Linked DNA regions of Mus musculus: region 1 is linked to region 2. Evidence: chromatin contacts called from public promoter capture Hi-C data. All regions are on one chromosome and are shown on one strand. Each heading gives the region's core, a stretch centred on a gene start, on an enhancer-like site or on the middle of the called end of the contact. The rest is flanking DNA. Distances are from core to core; before and after follow the strand shown. Region 1 holds the start of Fam219b (family with sequence similarity 219, member B). Region 2 holds the start of 4930430J02Rik (RIKEN cDNA 4930430J02 gene).

Region 1 (6,934 bases), core at 613-3,112, 150 kb after region 2:
ACCAATACAGGTAACTTCTGGTTATTTTTTTCTACAAAAGAATTACGGCAGCCAGGCAGTGGTGGCCCAGGCCTTTAATCTCAGCACTTGGGAGGCAGAGGCAGGTGGATTCCTGAGTTTGAGGCCAGCCTGGTCTACAGTGTGTTCCAGAACAACACAGGCTACAAAGAGAAACCCTGTCTTGGGGGGGGGGGGAAGAATTATTATTATTATTATTATTATTATTATTATTATTATTATTGAGGCATAGAGAGCTATGCTGTCACACCGATGAAACCGGTTTGGCATATCTGATTATTTCTTTCACCTGATTTCTCAGGCCAGCTTCAGTCCGGTGACTTGGAGTTTTGTGGATTAGCCAGATCTTGTGGATACTGATCTTACTCCAACAAAATTGTCTCACTTATTTTGGAAATGAACTCGGCTTCATGTGTGTTAGGCAACATTCAACAACTGAGCTGTATTCCCCAGCTGAACAATAAACTGAGTTGTGTGTTTCTGGAAGTAAGCAATTCCAACAGCTGGGAATGGTAGTGTAAACCTGCAATTCCAGTACCTGGGAAACCAAAGCTCGGGGATTGTGAGTTTAAGGCCAGTCTGAGCTACATAGCGAGATTCTGCCTAAAAATAAAAGGAGTCCGGCAGATAGTTTGGGGTGGAATTCACAAGATAGCATAGGTTTTATCAAATCTGATTTTTTTTTTTTCCCAAAGCTCTGATCCCAAATGCTTCTTTTTCTCCTATGCAGCATTTTTTGTTCTTTTGTCCCTGGGTTTCGGCTGTACAATATTGACCTACCCTTTGACAATGTGTTAGCCATGGAACAGTCTCGCGATATTTGGCAGTTTCTACAAGGATCTGGAGCTTATTTCCAGCCAGACACAAGCACATCCCTTGGGGGCCAGAGTCAAGAGTCTTGACACAGCCTTGTACCCTGCCACATAGACTCAAGAGTGCACTTTCACCCTGCTTGCTGGTGTCCAATTTATTTTTGCTACTGCAGGACTTTCGTTCTTTTTTTTTTTTTTTTTTTTAAGACAAGGACTTATAGCCCAGGCTTGTCATGAACTCGGCCTCCACCTCCCTTGACCTGAGCTTACAGGTGTGCACCATCATTCCTAACTTCCCATTTTACCACCAAAAGAGGGAGGGAGAGAAGAGGAAAGAGAGAGAGGGAAAAGGAGAGGGAGGGAGGGAGGCCTTTTGCATGCCAGGCAAGAAGTCTATCTCTGGGCTATATAATTCCAGCCCCAAGGTTGTATTTAAGTGTGGAAATATGCCTAAAGAGAGCCAGCTGTGGTGTATGCCTTTAATCCCAGCACTTGGGAGGCAGAGGCAGGCAGATTTCTGAGTTCGAGGCCAGCCTGGTCTACAGAGTGAGTTCTAGGACAGCCAGGGGGCTACACAGAGAAAACCTGCCTCGGAAAAAAACAAAAAACAAACAAAAAAGAGCCAGCTGTTGCCAAGGTCTCGGACAGGCAAGAAACCAAAAACCGGTGGCATTTGTGTAGGATGCCGTGGGTAAATCCTGACCCTCCCAGGCCTGTTTTCTAGAGAAGAGCCCTGTAGCCCCTTCATATGAGCCCGACCCCTCCTGTATTGGTCTTAAAGGAGCCCCGGCTGCGGTGAAAGAGGCCTGCAACGCGACTTGGGTCGGCACAACCCGCTAGCCTACCATGTGTCATTTTACTTGACTACAGACTGAACTGACTTTCCTGCACATCCACAGGCTCAGACAGACTTCGGGTCTCAGAGTACCTGAAAGGCAAGACCTGGGCTGGCCAGTTCCTGACGGGTAGGGCGGAACCTTGATGCTCTCTCCGCAGCAGGCGGCCGGAAAGCGCCAAGGGAAACCCGCGCCTGCGCGCCGCCATCTTTCTAAAGGCGTGTTACGTCTTGTCATTCGTTCTTCCCCGCGCCGGTCTGGCCACTGGCGGAGCGGGGCGGGACCGGTCATGGCGACCGAGGAGTTCCGCGGGCATGCGGTGCGGATGTCCACCCAGGGGTCTCAGCCTGGCGCGGCTCCCGACAGCGTGGCAGGAACTGCGGGGCTGCCCTCCGGACAGAGCGGCGGCGCGGGCCTCCGGCTCGGGGAACGCCCGCCCCCCGCCATGGAGAAGCGGGGACCCTACTTGGTGACACGCGCACCTTCCATTCAGGCTAAGCTGAGTGAGTGCAGTGGGCTGCATAAGGGTCTCTGCCCGAGCGGGTTGCTGTGGCCTGGGGTTGGTCTCTAGAGCCCCGTGATCTTGTCCCCAGAGTGGAGGGGGTTTAGGTGCAGCCCTCTCCTGTCCCCGACAGTCCGAAAAGCAGCAGAATGGGGAAGACCTGGCTGACATAAGACCCTTTGACTTCCAGAGAAGCACCGGGACCATGCCAAGGCCGTTCTGCGGAGAAAGGGCATGCTGGGTGCCTTGACGAACCGACCCGATTCTTCAGGGAAAAGGTCTCACTGGGCTTTTTACTTCCTCTGTCAGCAGCGTTCAAAGGCCCTATCCCTTCCTGTTTGGGAATCAGGGCACTGTTTAAGGTTGAGCTAGCTAGCTTATTTGCTGGTATCTTAAGAATGGGAACTAGGAGGGATGGGGCTGGGTGGGAGAGTGAGAACTGGAACTACCTCTACTCTTTATTAAAAGACTGTGCAAAATAGAAAAGTCATAAAATAGACTTTGTAAAAGGGGAGTTGCATCAGTGCACAGATAGGATAGCATTAAAGGATGAGATGGTTGCTGGAGTCCCGGGAGTGAAGATGGAGAGCCCGTGCAGTATTTTTGGAGTTTTTTTTGTTTGTTTTTTAAAGGCAGAATGGTACCCTCTTAGAGCTGAATAAGACCTCACACAGCTGTTTATAGCTGAAACTCAAATGTGACTTGCCTGGGATCCCCAGGCTAAGGTGGAAAGATGCAGCTTTTTACCTGGTTCCTGAAATGGGGAGGTGGGCCTTTCCTAGGAGCTTTCAGTGCAGTAGAGTGGGCCAGAAAAGAATCCGAGAAGCCGGAGCCAACTGCATAGAACAGCAGTTCGTGGTGACTGTGACCGGGTAGAAGGAAAGTCTGGAATAGTCCACTCAGTTCTTTCTGCATAGGGATCAGGGCTCTGGCCTTCCCTGTGAAATGCCTCTGCTTTCTTCCCCGCCCCATCTCAGGTCAGTGAAGTTTAACAAGGGCTACACTGCTCTTAGCCAGAGTCCAGATGAAAACCTGGTGTCCCTCGACTCTGACAGGTGAGTGCTTTCCTTGGAAATAGTCAGCAGTGACTTGAATAGATCAGCAGAGTGCTTGATGCCCTTGCCTGCTGCCTTTCTCCCCCGAGGCCCTTCATGTACACTCCAGGGCTGCTCTCTTTTGACTGCTGTCCCTTCCAGGGATAGCATGGCTGGAAGTGTTCCTGTCCTATTGGGCTTGCACTTTTAGCGAGAATCACCTGCGGGAGCCATTGGTGCTCACTGGGACTCTGGGCTTGAGTTCTCTGGTGTGCAGTCTTTGCTTCACAAGTCCTTCAGACCCCCTTGCATGCCCTCGCCATTTGCAGCTGTGCCACAGAGATGTCCCCTGAACTGATTGTCTTCCTCTTCTCCTAGTGATGGGGAGCTGGAATCCAGATATTCCTCCGGGTATTCCTCTGCAGAGGCAAGTCCAGAGCGCCTATCTGTGCAGGGTCAGGCTGCAGGCAGGTCACCACCCACCACTGCCAAAATGTTTGTGCTGCCTGCTGTGTGCACAGCACGGTGCTAGATTCCACTTTGCTCCCTAGTCTTCCACTATTCCCTCTTCCCTAAGCAAAGAGAGACAGGCATCTTAGGATGGCTGTTGAAATTCAGGAGACTATATATCCTCAGAGCTAGAAGTGATGTCAAGTCCATAATCTTGGAATCCTCTTTCTAAGTTCCGGCTAAGTGTCTATAAACTGTGCTGGAATGCTTCTTGTGATTGGTCACTCACTACATCTAAGAAACATTGCTTGCTGCCCTCTTTGGGTAGTTTCCAGGTCTTCTGTTTCTTGCAGCCTGGACCCACTGGTCATAGGTTTGCCTTCCAGTGTTGAAAGGTAATTCAAGGCTTCCCTTTTTTTCTCTGAGTCAGCATTCAACCCTCCCCCACCCATCTTCCACTGAGCTTGCTTTCTTCAGTTCCATCTCTGGCAATAGTATGAGCACACCTCCTAGGCTGGTCTTTAGGACATCTTTCTAGAGTGATTGTCCCAGCGAGAACCAAAGGGACAGAAAATTCTCAGCCAGGCATGGTACCATGTGCCAGTACAAGTACAAATGAGCTGCAGTTAGGGACATGGCCGCACTGGGTAGCTCGTCTTTATTCTCCTAGGAATCATTGGTTAATCTCAGTTTTGCAAAGGAGAAAACAGCTTGCACATTGTACCCTCCTTATATGTCTAAGACATTAAGATTGTCAAAAACTAAGGAAATTCTGTCAAGAATCACAAGTCTAAAAATGTCCTAGCATCATTGATGTCCTGCCTACCAGCACCCTGGTGAAAGCAGGCTGGCTTTGCAGGAACCTAGCCCTGCCAGCACAGAAGGAACTAGCAGCAATGCTGTCCCCCTACCACTTTCTACTGTTCCACATATACCTCTAATACTCAAGCCTAGTTTTCTGTTGCCAACCTTCCTCTCTACATAGCCCTGGCTGTCCTGGAACTCGCTCTGTAGATCAGGCTGGCCTTGAACTCAGAACTGCCTGCCTGTCTCCCAAGTGCTGGGATCAAAGGCATGTACCACCACAGAGGACAGCCCCATATTCTTCAATCTTGATATGGATATCTGGGTGACAGATTTTTAAAGAGAAGCCTGGCTGGTTCTCAGTGAGCCTCTGGGGAGTTCCTCACTGCTGGAAAGACACTGCACAGAAAGGGCCGTCCTTCTGTAATGCAGGATGTGCAGAGGCCTGGGGCTAGGTAGAGCAGGGACCTGCCTTTAGGCAGCAGCTCTGTATGCCTCGCATCCTGTTTTACACTTCTGTCCTCTTCCTTTAGCAGGTGAACCAGGATGTGAGCCGGCAGCTGCTGCAGGATGGATATCACCTGGATGAGATTCCAGATGATGAGGACCTGGACCTCATTCCTCCTAAGCCTATTGCTTCTTCCGCGTGTTCTTGCTGCTGGTGCTGCCTTGGGGATTCTTCCTGTACCCTCCAGTAGCCATAGCCCTCCAGGATGGGCCGATGGCCCCAATGGCCCTTCACAGTGATACTCAGTGCACTGGGTATCACCGCCAGCCTAGAACCACTGGAGGCATTGACCTCTGGGGAGGCCAGTGGCCTACAGGAGCCCTCACCTGGTGCTTCTCATGTCAGAGGCCCCCGTCTGGGTCATAGGTGATAGGTGGAAGTCGGCAGGTTCCCACTGGGGCAGTTTCAGGAAGCCACTTTAATAAGGGAGGAGAAACTTCCTGAGGTTCTTATGCTGATTGCTAAGAAAACCATTTACAGACATTCTGACTCCTCCTGAGGAGGGAGAAGAAAGAACGAACTCCTTCACTCAGGCTGTGCTGGGGGTATGGTGAGAGGCAGAGAGCAGCACTTTATGGCTTGCAGGAGGAATCTCAAAGAATACAGCTGGGAAGCGCCAAGTGGGTTGTTCCTTAGGTTACAGCAAGGAATCTAACTTAATGATGGAGTGGGCCTGTGGCTTTCAGAACCTCTGAACTTGGACCATTCTGCTGGCCCTGCTGTCTGGATGGGCTTAGTAACTCTGTTGGCCCTTCCCCTGTTACAAGAGAACTGCTCTGTTGTATATGTTTATTTATCTGTAGTTCCTTGGCATTGGAGAGTTTCTCCGACTTTTTTTTTTTTTTTTGAGGTAAAAATTGGATTGGCAGGAATCTGCAGTTTTTGTTATTACCAGCAGAGGGAGCTGCTGGGAAGTTAGTGCCTTCCTATGTTTAGCTGTGTAAGCTTTTGAGAAGTATTGATGGATGAGAGGTGTCCTGGTGTAGCTGTGTGACTCTGGCCTACATGGAAATGTTTAGACAGGATGGGAAGGGGAGACTTAAGCCAGCTCCTGGACCCCACTTGAGTTGATGAATCTGCAGTGCAAGGAGGCCTTCCCTCTAACAAGGCACATTTCTCTCCCCAGCACAGGGCTCACAGGCTGGTAGAGCACTTGCCTAGCCTGTGCAAGGCTAGGGCTGATGCACAAAACAAAACAAAAAAAAAAGCCTCTGGGAGAACACAGCTAAGCCCCAAGCCTGAGACTCAGTACTAAGCCTCTTCCTGGAATCTAGTTTTCCCAGTCCCCCTCTGCCCGGGTCCTCCTCTTTGGGGTTTTTTTTTTTTTTTTGGTTTTTCGAGACAGGGTTTCTCTGTGTAGCCCCCTGGCTGTCCTGGAACTTACTCTGTAGACCAGGCTGACCTTGAACTCAGAAATCCACCTGCCCCTGCCTCCCAAGTGCTGGGATTAAAGGCGTGCGCCACCACTGCCTGGCCTCTTTGCTTTATCTTACCCAGGTGTGTGGTGAGGCTTGGGGTAGATACGGTTCCCAGCATAAGGGGCGGCAATAGTCAGAGTTAGGGGTTGGGCACCACATGTGACTGTCCGTCCAGTGATTACTGGAGGCTTAGGAGAAATGATATGCCTGCTATGTCCTTTCATAGGTAGTAGCAAAAAAGGTAAGATCAAAAGATAAGGCTTTCCCTATTACTTGGCCACAAATCTGTTCTCATGATTGTTGCCAGTGCCTAGCAGGGGGTTTTGTTGTTGCTCTCAGGCTGTGGAAGGCTGAAAAGAGTATACTATGTCTAGGGGCTTTTTACTCGACTGCTTGGCAGCATCACAAGAAGGAAGATGGGACAGAAGCCAGAGGCACATCTACTTGGTTCTTGGGTTGGGTCATAGATGCTGCCTGGGCTCTACAGTGGGAGTCTGCAACTCTGTGCAAGGATCTCATTCTGAGCACTTTATGTATGGCCTGCAGGGAAGG
Region 2 (6,558 bases), core at 2,790-5,289:
TAAACCCTGTGTGTTTGAGTCAGGCCACATGCAGCTGACCTCAGACCCACTATAGAACAAGGCCAGCCTTGAACTGCTTCCAAGCTCCAAGTGCTGAGATTATAAGTATGTGCCATCACGCCTGGCTTTTTTCCTGTTGATAAACTTTTGGGCTGCTACCAATTTTAGGTCATTATGAATAATGTTTCTTGATTGTGGGAATCAAGTATTTGTAGAAACACATGTTTTCATTTCTCTGGGGCTGATAACTAGGCATGAGATTGTTTGGTTACTAGGTAAGCATATATTTAATTTTCCCTGGTTAAATAGCTACTACCCTTTTACCTACTTTTAAATTGGGCCATTTAGACAGGGATCACAAGAGCACGAAATCACTGGGTATTGAACTCATGGCCTGGAGTATGCTAACCCTGCACTCTACCTCTGAGCTATGCTTTGTCCTCCTTGCTTTCCTGATGAGTTGTAAGAGTTCATTTTTGCTTTCTCTCTTTCCCCTTTAAAGACAGGGTTTTACTATGTAAACCATGCTGGCCATGATCCTACAGAGATCCTTCTTGTTTGGTCTTTCCAATGCTGGGATTACAGGGATGAGCTGCTATGCCCAACTCTAAGAACTCAATCTACTTCCAGGTGGTGGTGGTGTGCCCCTGAACCTCAGCATTCAGGAGGCAGAGGCCAGCAGAACTCTGTGAGTTCAAGGTCAGCCTGGTCTACAGATCAAGTTCCAGGACAGCCAGGACTACACAGAGGAACCCTATCTCCAAACAAACAAACAACATAACAGTCCACTAACAGATACAGCAATTGCTAACATTTTCTTTCAGCTTGAAATTTATATTTTATTTTCTTTCTGTTCCCTTCTGAAAAGCAAAAGTTTTGTGTGTGTGGGGGGGGGGGGGTTGTTTGTTTTTGTTTTTTGTTTTTTAAGTTTTTGAGACAGAGTCTTGCTATACAGCCCAGGTTGGCCTGAAACTTGGGATAATCCCTCTTCTCCAGCCACCTAAGTGCTGAGATTATAGGTGTGAATCATTACATCTGTGTGGATCATGGTTTTTGTGTGTGTCATATCTAAGAGATATTTGATCAAGACTAATTTTTCTATTTTTGTATATATTTTATATTTTTGTAGTTTGTTATATTAGTTACTTACTTTAGATCTGTGATCGTTTTTAGCTCATTGCTGTACACAATGAGAAGGTGACTGTCTACATTATAAGTCTGGTACGAATCTATTTCTTAGTATATTTACTTATTATTTTGGTGTATAGATAAGTTACCTGGAGACTATTTGTTTAAAAGGACTTTCAGGGATAGAGAGCTGGCTGAGCAAGGAAAACTGTTTGTTGTATGAGCCTGCTGAACAGTGTGTGAGCCTCAGAATTCATGTAAAAACCAGATGAAGTAGCTCTCCTCCATCCTTATCGTGATATGGGACAGAGAGACAGGAGAATCAGCCAGAAGCTCTAGAGACAACTAATCCCCTGTAGACAGAAACTGACAGATGAGAGAGAGAGAGAGAGAGAGAGAGAGAGAGAGAGAGAGAGAGAGAGAGAGAGAGAGAGAGAGAAGAGGTAGAAGGAAGAGTGGACTTGTCTTCTGACACTGTCACCCTAAGCCCTTTCTCTCCCCTCATTAAATTAGTTAATTAATTAATTAAGTTAAAGGACTTTCTCCTCACTCACTAAGTTGTAATTTCCAGCCATGGCCCACAGAGAAAGAAAAGCTGAAGTGCAGGCATTGTGATTTATTTGTTATTCTGCCTTCTGTTACCCTTTTCCACACATTTGTGCTTTAATATACAAGGGTGGGGAGACGTCTTGGTAGCACTATTATGCCCAGGAGACCACCAGAGATCATAACACCGATGCAAGTACACAAAAGAGCCTTTATTCGAATCCAGACTCAGATCACAGCTTTCCCTGCTTTGCAGGTTAGGAATGCGATGCTCACGTCTAGGGGTTTGGAGTATATATGGGAGATGCATAAGCTGGTGCTTTCGAGCCTTGGTGTTACATGATTGGGTAGAGGGTAAAGGAATGGTATCCTTCAGAACCGAATATGTTTGTTCAGACAGCAAGGCAGGACCATACAGCAGGAAAAGAATCTTTTTGACCTGGGAAGAAATAACTTATTCCATTATCAGAGGCTAGTGTATTTTTACAAGCTGGCCACAGCTGTCTGGGAACACTTAGTTGCCTCTTCCCCCATAGCTCTAGAGTGGAGGCCTTATCACTTCAAGGGCACTAATTTTCTCCTTCCTTCAAAGGCAGGAGGCATCTGCACCGAGGGTGGGGTGGGGGAGCTGGCTGGCTGACTTAGCATGAAAGGGAGTGTGAGACTCAGTGCCAAGGATTAAAGCAGAGACAAGGGCAGGGTGCCTTGTATCTCTCCAGCACAATTCTGCAACAGCAGCACTGAGGAGGCTGGGACTGGATGGCCAGAAGTTCAAAGCCAGTCTAGTCTACCTAATGAGAGACTCTCACCCAGGAACACTCATTCAGGTGATCAAACCTAGAGCCTTACACATGATAGGTAAGTTCTATACTACTGAACCCAAATCTGCTGGGGTTTTTTCTTTCTTTTTTTTTTTTTTTTTCCTTTCTCAAAATAGGGTTTCACTCTGTAGCCCTGGCTGTCCTAGAACTCACTATTTAGATCAGACTGGCCTCAAACTCACAGAGAGTGCTGGAATTAAAAGTGTGTGTCACCGTCACCTGACCAAATTTCTCTATACAATGAGTCTGCCAATTGCTAGGTGAAATATAAATGTCTCATTATTTTCAAAATGCTTTGTGAATTTTAATATGATTTTAGAAATTTGTTGAGTATCTTGCTTTTCTTTTCTTTTTTTTTTTTATTACCATGTCAAATACCATGGCGAGATGGCTCAGCGGGTAAGAACACTGGATGCTCTTCCGAAGGTCCTGAGTTCAAATCCCAGCAACCACATGGTGGCTCACAACTACCTGTAATGAGATCTAGTGCCCCCTTTTGGTGTATCTGAAGACAGCTACAGTGTACTTATGTATAATAATAAATAAATCTTTGGGCCAGAGCGAGCAGTGACTGAGTTGACTGAAGTGAGTAGAGTTGACCAGAACAAGCAGAGGTCCTAAAATTCAATTCCCAACAACTACACGAAGGCTCACAACCATCTGAACAGCTACAGTGTACTCATATACAAAAAAATAAATAAATAAATCTTAAAAAAAAAAAAAAAACAAACCACCATGACCAAGGAAACTTATAGAGGAAAGCACTTAATTTAGGGGCTAATAGTTTCAGAAGGTAACCATGATCATTGTGGTGGTGAGCATCAGGCAGACAGGCATAGCACTGGAGCAGTAGCCTGTGAGCCTAGTCAGAGAGAGAGAGAGAGAGAGAGAGAGAGAGAGAGAGAGAGAGAGAGAGAGAGAGAGAGAGAGAAACTGAAAAATGTGGGCTTTTGAAATCTTCTTCATCAAGGCCATACTTCTAATCTTTCTCAAATAGTTCCATCAACTAAACACTAAAAATTCAAATATATGAACTTATGGAGGCCATTGAAACTATCACACTGAGAATTTAGAGGTCTAAAATCCTCTCTCTCTCTCTCTCTCTCTCTCTCTCTCTCTCTCTGTGTGTGTGTGTGTGTGTGTGTGTGTGTGTTGGTAGAGGATGAGGTGGGGGGAGATAGTAGGTCTAGGTCTCACTCTGTAGCCCTGGGGATTGGAACTCACTATGTACCCCAGACTGGCATTTACTGTGTGACCAAACTCTTCCTGGGAGACACAATACACACCTACTCACTCCAGAAAGAACAAAATATGGATAAAGTCCAATCCAGTGAATTAATGAATTTTACTGAGATTAATTACAGGAATATGGGTGAGAGGTTACTTATAGGAGCAGAAATGACTCAAAGACAATTGCATCACCAAGACATGGCTGACATCACCAAGCATGGCTGACAGCTCACAAAGCTGGGAACTTGGAACACAATGTGCAGCCTTTGGGCCGCTCAACTGGGTGGAGAGTGTCCTTTCCAAGTAACTGATTTAAATCTCTTTCAGGCCGCTCAGCTGGTTTCTGCTTCTCCCACATAGCGGATCTTGTCTCAGAATCTTTGCAGCTCAGTTTCTTTCCTCTGAGAGGGATTGTCTTAGCTTTTATTGTTTACTATGGTAAGGAGGAGCCTAATGAATCTGGTTACTTTCAGGAACTTCCTGAAGCTATTTTGAGTTGTTTATCTTCCTGCTTAAGGAGCTTTCTGCAGGATAAAATGTTTCAATCTCAGAGGAAATTGTTACATAACAGCACAGAGCGATCCTGCTAAGAAGTTGCTTTGGTTTTTGTTCTTTCACTGTGCCTGAACTCTTACCAAACTCACTTTAATTATTTACTTTTTGTCTTTCCCAAATATGTTTATTGCATTTTATTTGTTTGATTTTGAGACCGGCTTTTGGTATGTAGGTCAAAATGGCCTCGTGATTTTTGATCCTCTTGTTTTGTTTCAATCTCCTGAGTACTAAGATTCCTGGTCAGTGCTTGTAAGTAGTACAGCTCTGAAGGGACTTAATCTGGCAGTTGAGAACCAAGAAATACTACAAAGTCACACCTCACAACAAACCTCACACTAGAGATTTATTGGAAAAGACACAAAGGGCAGCTGCCTCTGTCCCGGGTGGGGTGTGGGGTGGGATGAGCAGCAGAGAGCCAGGCAAAGTAGGCTCTATATAGAGTTTGTTGGGGAGGGTTGGGGGTAGAGTTTTCCAGGATGGAGATTGATGGGATTTCAAGTCCTGAGCCCAGAAATTGGTGAGTTTTCGAGTTCAGGGATTGGTGGGGTTTCAAAGCCAGGAAATGCGCTGAAACTTTTTATCCTACAGGGCCACCACACACAACTGGCCTATTTATTGTATCATAAAAGTTACTTTTGCTGTAAGCAGAGGTAAATGCTTATGATCTGAGCTATTTGGGAGGCTGAGGAAGAAAGATTGCAAATTCAAGACCAGTCTGGACTACAGAGCAGTACCATTTCAAAATAAATGTTTAAGCCGGGTGGTGGTGGTACATTCCCTGAATCCAAGCACTTAGGAAGCAGAGGCAGGTAGATATCTGAGTTCAAGGTTAGATGGTCTACAGACTGAGTTCTAAGACAGCCAGGGCTCTACAGAGAAGCCCTGTCTTGAAAAACCAAAATTAAGTAAAACTTTAAAAGGAGCTAAAAGTGCAGCTCAGTGATATTGTGTTGTTAGTTGCCTAGCATGTGTGAGGACCTGGATTCAACTCCTAGTAACTGGAAAAAAATTATTTTATTGCATTTGTATTTAGTTTGTGTGAAAGCACAGTGCACATGCACACTCAAGTGTACTTGTGCATGTGTGGCAGACAATTTATGGGAGTCAGTTAGTACCTCTACCAGAAGAACCATATCACTGGTCCATAACATTTTTTAAAAATAAAAATAACAAAATAGAAAGATGGGGTGGGGGTGGGTGGGTATGGGGGACCTTTGGGATAGCATTGAAAATGTAAATGAGGAAAATACCTAATTTAAAAAAAAGTGTTAAAAAAAAAAAAAAAGAAAGAAAGATGGGTTAATTGGATCTCCTCTACCCTTGGAAAAGCTGGCACCGTGACAAACATCTAAACCTATAAGGGTCTGAAAATCGCTGAAGGAAGACCCTGGACTCAGATAGTATGCAAAAATAAAGAGCATTTATTCTGCAGAAACTCCTAGCATGCCAGAGTCCACCAAGAATTGGCAACCCAGATAGAGACATTCAAGTTCCTTTTATATCAGGACTGCTTAATTGCTTCTGAGATAACAGCAGACTTCTAAAACTTAGGGCACATTCCAAGGGGTTACAGAAACCATTAACCAAATGTCATAAAGAAGACATACACCACTGGACCCCAGGTGCAAAAACAGGAGATAAGATATTGACTTGGTTTGTCTAAACAAAATTTCAAGGATGGCTTAGTTACTGTCTTGAACTTTTCGTGACCCTGAAAGCCAGTAACCAATGGTGAAAGTTAAGCCAGATGATTGCTCTTAGTGTATATGTATGTAGGCATTCTCTTTTATAACCTCTTACTCAATTTATGACTGAATTTATGTGCAGACTCACAGTGAGCTTTTTTACCATGTGAATGCATGCTCTGAGAGTCATGCAAGTACTGAGAACAAAAGGCAGAGATAAGTCCCTCTCCCCTCTCCTCCCCAAGACTTTAACTTGGAGAAGCACAATTCCCTGCAAGTCTTTTTACCTAGCCTCCAGCTGTTCTCACCACAAGGTGCCAAACCGGGAGGCTGAAGCCTCCAGTCCCAGAGCAATTCAGACAAGCTGATCAGCTGTAGCAGTAAAGTACCTTACACTCAGGATAGAGAGCAAATGGTCCATGGCCTAGTTTCTGAGTGGAGATAAAAGGGGATATGAAAAATGAACTCCTTGAACCTCAACACTGATAAAGAAAAAGGGCCTTTGAAGCTTACTGGTCGATTCCCAGCACCCACATGTCAACACACAACCATCTGTAGCTCCGGTTCCAGGGATCTGATGCCCTTTCCCAGTC

What was found. Capture Hi-C pulls out chosen DNA fragments and counts their contacts.
Region 1: a contact with region 2 is called in a promoter capture Hi-C map of adipose tissue. The contact joins the promoter of Fam219b here to the promoter of 4930430J02Rik in region 2. A contact is called at or near these places in 4 of 39 promoter capture datasets (3T3-L1-derived adipocytes, embryonic stem cells, liver and 1 more), 1 of 115 datasets of contacts at active chromatin or transcription factors (pancreatic cancer cells) and 1 of 9 other capture datasets (adipose tissue).

What each region holds. Positions count from the first base shown.
Region 1 is chr9:57,535,666-57,542,599 of GRCm38.p6, forward strand. Fam219b (family with sequence similarity 219, member B) reads left to right here and starts at 1,863. Exons shown (of 5, transcript NM_001166364.1): 1 at 1,863-2,169; 2 at 2,359-2,446; 3 at 3,146-3,223; 4 at 3,581-3,629; 5 at 4,990-6,934. The coding sequence starts at 1,956. The coding sequence ends at 5,154.
Region 2 is chr9:57,387,031-57,393,588 of GRCm38.p6, forward strand. 4930430J02Rik (RIKEN cDNA 4930430J02 gene) reads left to right here and starts at 4,040. Exons shown (of 3, transcript NR_040729.1): 1 at 4,040-4,163. It also overlaps a transcript of Ppcdc not described here.